2 separate regions of the Oryzias latipes genome follow, and region 1 is linked to region 2. The links are chromatin contacts, called in public Hi-C maps. All regions are on one chromosome and are shown on one strand. The core of a region is the stretch at or near the end of the contact, and the rest is flanking DNA. Distances in the headings are between cores, read along the strand shown. Region 1 has its middle 50 kb from the start of robo3. Region 2 overlaps robo4 (roundabout homolog 4).

Region 1 (4,037 bases), core at 181-2,680, 150 kb before region 2:
ATATATCCACACATATATATATATATATATGTATATATATATATATATATATATATATATATATATATATATATATATATATATATATATATATATATATATATATATATATATATAAATATAGACCAAAAACTCTTTCCTTATTGATCAAAAATAGCATCAAAACATTGAAAATGGGAAAGGCAGACTGAATATTACAGCAGAACAGCCTGCTGGCATTCATTTGAACAACATTCAACAGAATGACAGTCAATTCTTTGTGGATTTTTCTTTTGTAGAATTGAAACCATTAAAGCTTCTTTTCCTTTTATGTCTCATTTCTGATCTGTCTACTTGACAGACTGCCTGAAAAGAAAAAGGCGAGCAATAGTTGTTCCTTGGTTGTCACAAGTTTCTTTTCAGCGGTGGACTGAATGGAGACGGAGCAGAAGCGCCGCAGCCTTGAGGCTTTTATTCTTGCTTGTTTGGCGAGCTGTGACAGGTTCACAGCATCCGCACATGTTGGCCAAAGACAAAATGGAGAAAGGTCATTTCTTTGACTACAGCTCATCAGCTGAACTCTGTAGTTTGACAAATGGGTTATAAACAGAACACATACTAACACAGTGAAGACAAGTCCAATGAAAATCTGGTTAAACGTTGCCTGCCTGGGTACGTTTAAAAACATGTTGTGAGCATGAATTGTGTCCCTTTAGGGCCAGGATTTCACAGCCGTGTTAAGCTTTTTGTTATTAGACAATTGAGTTTGACAAACATCCTTGGATCCAGACTTGTTCAGAAACGTCTGGACTCGTGCTGTGCATTACACATGAAATGCAGCTATTATTCTAGGATCCATAAATGTCTCTGTGCGTGTGAATATACTTGAAACATTAAACAGAAAATTAAATTCCAAACGAACTGTTCATAAATGTCCCAATTTTTCAAAACAGATGTAAGCACTTGTTGGACTCATCAGGTACCAAATGATTTGTTATTCATGAAAAGCCACTTGAATGAAGCAACCCTCAGCTGCTTCAACACTGGCTTAAATTGCCCATTTATTCTGATGGAAGCCCGTCTCTTTGTTCACAGCGGCCATTTTGGCTGGCGGAGGGGATGGTGGGGAGAATATGTGGGAGGATGGACACACAGGAACACACAGTCATTTTGTCTGGCTGGCAGGGAGGGTTCCATTACCGCGTCAGGAGGAGTTAGGATTAGTCTAAATTACTGATGGTGTGTTTGGAGTCTTCTGGCAGCAGTGTTAGTTTGGAGAGATGCTGGAGGTTCACATGAGTCACTGAAGCAGCTGGACATGGCTAATGAGAGTAGTAGGGGTTGTTTTTTCTGTCAGTGAATTCTGGGGTGAAACTTAGAGCTAATCATCTAGAATTAAGCAGAGCTTCTGGCTCTCCCTCAGAGCCCCCCCCCCCCCCCCCCCTTCCCTGCTTCTGTTATTAACATGGTAATGATTGGAGAGGGACTCCACAGGCGAGTGACCATCGCTCTTTAGTCCTGATCAGGAGAAAAACTCCTGAACTCGGCCTGCTGGGAACATCTGGACTCTACTGCGAGATGAAGTCCCCCTCAAACCCGTTTGATGCTGCACCACCTAAAATGTTCAACAATCATTGTAAATGCAAAGGTTGAAAACATGAATTTTCTCTCTGCTGATAAAAGCAGCCTTTAATGTCACTGAACAGGTGATATTACCTGATCTCACCAAATAGTTAGGAGACAAAAAATGTATTTGATCCTTTTAAGTCAACGTGAAACCTGGGGATGAGTGCAGCTAGTGTGGCCATTTTTTCTTTTGTCTTTTAAATAAAAAACCCACCATGAATGTGAATCTGTGAGTTGGCCCAAAACATTATACATCCCCATGAAGCCAGGGACTTCATGTCTAACTGCCATGTGGCCAAAAATGAGAATTTTTTGCTGTAAATTTGAAATGTAAAGTTTGAAACAGTATAGCAGTCAGCAGGGGCCATTTGCTTGTGTGGGAGAATAAGAGTAGGACCAAATGCAAATGAGCCAACCAGCTGAACCTCTGTCTACTCCAGCAGAGTCGATCTGGACTGGAAGGTCTGGATTCTGGACCAGATTGTGAAAGCCACTCTGAAGCTAGACCTAGAGCTTCTGTCAGGATCCAGGAGTGACGTCCTGTTCCTGGAGCACACTGTTTCCTTGAAGGACCTCGTTCATGAGACCAATGAATGCAGGCAGTTGAAAGAAAAGGAGCTGGTGGAGCAGAGTACCCAGGCAGGATGGAGGGTACCTCACTGCCCCTTAAGGTTTTGATGGGCAGTGCTCATACAGCCTCACTTAGAAGGTACTGCTTAGAGAAAATCCCTTAAGACTGCCAGGGAAGCAGCTAAAAAAAAATTCAGATGACTTTGGATTGAGCAGAATGATGTGAGGCTCAATGCTGCAAATGATGTGAGAGCCAAAACATCAGAAGACTGTTTCTGTAGAGCAAAGGAAGACTTCCCCTTTTTCTTATCATGCCAAGGCTCCAAATCCTTTGTAAAAATGTAATATTCCAGTTGTTTCCTTGTACATCATCGCTGACCTGGTGGCAAAACATCCAATAGACAGTGAGGAAAAAAGCAGTAGAGCTCTTCTGGTTTTACAGCCTCAAAGGCTGGTCTGTCAGTGTCTAAATAAAGGAATTGTGCTTCCAGGGGATCGTCACCACAGTTGTCATGAAGCTTTATAATTGGCAGGCATTGGTGCAGGCCCTTTTTGCTTCATTAACATTCTCAGCTCACACTCGTCTGATATTCTCCCAGCACGGTTGTGGCCATCTGTGTGCGGCCTCTGTGAAGTCCAGACCCCCACTTCTACAGCTGTGGCTGCACAGCACATGAAATCCAATTAGAGCAATGAAATCCAATTACACTGCTTACATCTGGATATGCTAATTTCTAACTGCTTTGCTGCTGAATGTAATTCTCTCCAAGGTTTTCTTACATGTTTGTGACTGTACATTTTAGCAATGGCCCCCTAGGGAAGTCTTGGAAGTAATCTAGCAGAGCTGTGAGCGTTCCTTGTTTAAATTCAATTAAAAACAATTAAAACTTGTTTATGGTAACTGAGTGACACAAACAGCAGCGTTGTGTGTTTTCCATCTTGCCGATGACTCAATTTTGATTCAAATATGAAAATAAATAGACTTCATAAAGGGATTATCCTCAGTGAATGTGAATGTGGGATCACATTGACCTGATAAAGAAATTGCACCCATCTTTTGCACAGACTCACATAGGACACATTTAACTACATTTTCTGTCCAAATACAGCAATGTACCAAAATAGACTAATAGCTTGGCCGGGTCTCTACACCTCGAGGGCAGCTTTAGTTTCTCAGTCACAACCCATTCCTCACTGGCAGCGGCAGACAGAGGCGAGGTGAAGAACAGGCCCTGGAAGAGTGAAATATTAATGCTTTCCCTGTTGGTCACAAGACTGCAAGGTCATCTGTTTGCCTTCCATTGTTAGAAAACAGCCCGATGGCAGTGGCAATTGAAATTGAAGAGGTTTTTGCCCTCGCACAAATGAAACTCAGGCAGCCATGAGTCTTTGTTGCATGACCTCGCTCTCCATTGTTACCTGTGGAGACAGAAAAACAGACAAGGAGGGCATATCTGCTGCTAGAGCAGAGGAGAGTTTTACCTTGATTTATGTGACGGTGAATGCAGACAAGCATGTATGACATGGTCTCTGCATGTCTTTTTGACAAAGCAGCACATATAAGTGCACGTGTTGGGGTGTTTTATGCCACTTGTCACTGTCGTTCTCAAGGACACCACAATCAATAGAAGCAATCGATGTGGCACCGAGGACGGATAAAAGGCAGTTAGAGTCCCCCTATATCTGCCAGCTTTAATACCCACAAAGACACGAAAACTCACAAAACAGAACTGTTTCTGGAACAGAATCCGTCCTTGTGCCCATAAGGAACGATCAAAGAAGGTTTGCAAGTCGGCCTCAGCAGCTTGTCTGCGTTTCACCCACAAAAACAAACAACATCCAAACTTTTACAAAGATGGATG
Region 2 (4,008 bases), core at 1,299-3,798:
GTGGAGTGAGTAGATGTGCGTCGTGATGCACGTCGTAGGTGACGTTCTGCTGACGACAGGACAGCAGTTACTGATTCTGATGGAGTCTGCCAACATCTTTGAGGTTTACTGGATTGAAGGCCTCTGCAGATCTTTGAGATGCAGTACTTTCCAGAAGCTGTCCTTCCAAATCTACCAAATCTCTTCCAAAGATACTCCTTTGGAAGATTTCTTTACAATCCAACCTACAAAAATAAAAACAACAAAACAATTTTGTAAGACCAACTATGGCACAACTTCAAAAAATGCCAGAAAAATAAAACCTTTTTTTTCATTTCTAGTCCAATAACTGTAGACTTTTCAAAGACAATCCAGTTAATAAGTTGATGAAAATACTGCATCTCATGGAGTTTTATAGTAATTTTTGGCAATGAAGAATCTGTAGAACATTTGAGAGAGCAGGATATTGTTCTAAAAATACATTTATTTGTGTTTTATTATAAAGAAAGATTGATAGATGTTGCTCTCTTTATTCTTAATCAAACAAAACAAATGAACTATTTGCCAGTTACTAGTCCACTATAACTGCTGTTTCCTACAGGTGTGTAAATTATTAGCAAAGTAGTTTTGCTTAGTTATGGGACTTTAGCAGCATGGATGTAAACGTGTCTAAAACACAGTCTTCAGCTGCAAAGCCTTTTGTAAAAGGCATGAACGTTATTCCTGCACTACATCCCAACATGGCATGAAGAGAGAGAGTCTGTTTGTCAGACAGCCGTCACTCTTCCGCGCCTGACTTCTCTCTATTAAAATGTCATCACTGACCTGTGAAGGGATTCCTCTCCATCGGAGTTTTTATGTGAATCTTTGCGTTCCTGTTTGAACCTCATCATTACTTCACTCAATGCATAGAAATGGCTCATGTGTGTCACGCCGTACGTCACGTGACGACCAATCCAGTAATATGTAGATAGATAGATGAAAAAAAAGAAGACATTTCTGTTTTTTCTTAACTGTGTACTTTTTTGTGTTTTCTAACTCCACTTCAGTTCCCTCACAGTATCTGGGCAGTAACAGCCAGTAACCCACTGCCTTTCATTCCCACAGCAGAAGGTTACCCTGCGGTCTGACGCCAGGACCACAGGCCCCCAGCCCAACACTGACGCGGTCCAACCCAAACCTCTCCAGCCAACAGCAGCATGCCTCATCAGAGGGCTACATGCCACACTGCCAAAGCCCCGCCCATCGCTGCTTTCACAGCCAGGGGCCAACCAAGGATGGAGGCGCTGTCGGCACAACTACACCCGGTAAGGTGACAAACCCGGCGGCCCACTGACACGAGTGGGCATCTCATCTCTCAGCTGTGTCACCTGTGTTTCTCATCCAGCACATGACTGCCCCTCCCCAGCAGAGGCATGCACCCCTCCCTACCAAAAATCACGAGGAAAGAAAAAGCTCTCTAAAACTTCTGCGTACAGGAGGGATCTGCAAGGAGGTGATTTTCCACGCATGAAAGAGTTTTAGAGCTTAAATGACTTTTTTTGGTTTGGTTTTGCATTTCATGAGTTTCTCTCCTGATTTCTGTCTGCTTAGACCTTCCACCCCCACCTGACCCCCCTTCAGAGGAGGACGGACCACAGGGCTGGCAGGGCTGCATGGAGGCGGGCCAAGCGTCAAACAGAGTCCTGTCCTCTTTGGAGAGGAGGGAATACAGCAGCAACAGCCAGCAGCGGAAAAGCTCTGCTCAGAGGCACGCTGACAGTAAGACTCTGCTTTTCCTTTGGACTTCATTCATTCATTTTGATGAAGGTGGAAAAAAGGTCAAAGAACCATTTTTCTTGGTGAACTGTTGGTCAACATGTTGGTAGTTGCACTTCTGATGTTCAAACACGTTTCTTCACATGTTCCTTTTCACACAATCCCGTTTGGCAGATCTTGATTCTGCAGCATTTACGTTCTTAACCTGATCTACGTGGTGGATCTCTTTTTTGGGGCAAATTCACAGGAGTTTTACTGACTGTATTTAAAGGAAACTACTTGTTTGTGCATTAAAAATGTTCATATTTTTAATTTAAAGACCAAATCCTTTCTTTATTTTCTAAAAGCTTTAATAGCTTTCCAAACTGTCTCTTTCTTGGCTTGCTAGACGAAGAAGGGATGGCGTACAACAGTAAGGGCAGTTATCTCTCCAGGAGTCAGATGTCTAGTAACTGCTCAACCACAGGAAGCTCCTCCTCCAGAGGATCCACTGGCTCTCGAGGGCTTAACTCCACCCAGAAACACAGCGAGGTAAAGCTCTCCTCTGTCCACCGCTGCCTGAACAAAGCCTGTTCACGCCATGTTTAGTGTCATGCAGCCATAATTACATCTGCTCCATAAAGCACGCAGGAAGAGAGCTCCTGCAGGCACACACACACACACACACACACAGGCACGTCTGCCATCACAGTCTATCAGAGAGTTTTACAGTACCAAACAATTAGGGTTACATGCCTGTCACTCCTGAGTGCACTTCAGAGGGTGCACTTCACAGTGGGGCTGCTGCTTTAAATGCAGCCCCTGCAGGCTGCTCTATAATGGAGCAAGCTGAGCCCGTCTACCAGAAAGGTCTGCAGGGAGTTTGTGCTCCCTCACCAGGTCTGACATGGCTGCAGGTCCACTGATCCACAGCCGACTGCAGCTTCAGCCCTGTCTGAAGAAACCAGCAGATGTCCCTCTTCCCTCGAATCCAAAAAACCCTTTTCATCTCAAAGTGGATTCATTATCCAAACCATCTCCCAGCAGCTGACATTTGGATTCTCTCTTCTAGATGAACGTGTACATGGATGTAAACGTGTCCACTTTAGTTTGGTTTTAAAAACCTCCCTCTGTCTCTGCCACTGAACAAGCTCAGTTTGTTTGTGAAAAATGAGAACCTGAGTAGCAGGGGGGCTTCCAGGTCTCCTGATGTGACCCCTCGGCTGCTCGAGAGCTGCACTTGTTACGTTCATGGCTGTTTCCTGAGGCGACGCCATAAAGCGTCTCGTGTGAGGAGACAGGATGGGAAGCGTGCCAGGCGTGGCTCTCAGCACGCATCTGACATGGGAATGTTGCAAAGAGTAACAAGCACATCTGCACTTTTTTTTGGCCCTGCACTCAAACACAGACATGGCCCCCCATGTACCTCATGCTGTCACCCGTAGCCCCCCACAGAGGGGTGAGGAAGGCTCCCACACTTCCTCCCAGCTGACCCTGACTGCTCTTACTCAGACACAAAAGCATTGCATTAATCTGCAGTGAAGTTTGGGTGGTTGTAGCGGAAGCTTACAGAGGTCACCTCTTGCTCCTGGGCGGCTCCAGCCACCTCCCTCTGACCCCTGACCCCTGACCCTGGCAGTCTGAGCCAAGCAAGGCAGCTTGCTGGCTTAGAGGATGCGTAAAAGATCTCTTCAACAAAGTAAGCCTGATGCTGTCAAAGAGAGAGGCCATTTACTGCTAAGAAGCTGTCTCCTGAAGTGCATTTTGATCTGAAAAAGCTCCACAAAAACACGTTCAGACTCTTATTCTGACAGGTTTATGTCAAACATGAATGACTATCTGTTGATAGAAGCCCAGCAAACGTTATCTAAAGGTGAGGATGAACATGACAAGCACATGCCTCTGTGTTCAGAGTTTGTTGAAGTGAGGACGTCTGCTGTCCCGTGGCTCAAACGTGTGTCTCTTTAGGACATGAGATAAGGACAGCAGAGGTTCCTGGTGGGACGTGATGCCTGCATTACCCCGCCCTGGATAAAGGGAGCTCAGCTGGAAGCTCAAGAAGCGAGATTCATTCCGGTGTCATTCCTGTGAAGAAGGGGAAAAGGACGGACTTTTTAGTCTTCTCAAAGTTATTTATGATTTGGAGCTGACAGCTCTCCATTCTTCTGTAAATACCTCTGCTGTAATGTTTCTTTGTGGATTCTGGATGCAGGCAAGGAGAAGTTTCATATTTATGATGATTAAAAAACATAAAAAAAGTCTGTTTTCAGAAAGACGTTCCCCTCCAATGTG

Evidence for each region. A called contact is a pair of places that touch in the nucleus more often than the background predicts.
Region 1: a contact with region 2 is called in a Hi-C map of gastrula embryo, with 2.6 times the contacts expected there. The contact joins two enhancer-like sites. A contact is called at or near these places in 5 of 5 Hi-C or Micro-C datasets (embryo, fibroblasts and gastrula embryo).

The regions. Positions count from the first base shown.
Region 1 is chr14:1,330,399-1,334,435 of ASM223467v1, reverse strand. No RefSeq gene overlaps it. Among protein-coding and RNA genes, the nearest start is that of robo3, 50 kb to the right of the region's middle. Within about 2 kb of position 1,430, at least 1 of the 8 cell types and tissues checked has an H3K27ac peak or open chromatin away from gene starts, as enhancers often do. A contact at or near this core is called in gastrula embryo, where this site is marked.
Region 2 is chr14:1,177,036-1,181,043 of ASM223467v1, reverse strand. robo4 (roundabout homolog 4) reads right to left here. Exons shown (of 19, transcript XM_023962267.1): 19 at 1-224. The coding sequence ends at 172. It overlaps robo3 (roundabout homolog 3), which reads left to right. Exons shown (of 28, transcript XM_023962264.1): 24 at 1,087-1,286; 25 at 1,388-1,474; 26 at 1,573-1,740; 27 at 2,126-2,268; 28 at 3,685-4,008. The coding sequence ends at 3,696. Among protein-coding and RNA genes, the nearest start is that of LOC110013436, 3.6 kb to the left of the region's middle. Within about 2 kb of position 2,548, at least 5 of the 8 cell types and tissues checked have an H3K27ac peak or open chromatin away from gene starts, as enhancers often do. A contact at or near this core is called in gastrula embryo, where this site is marked.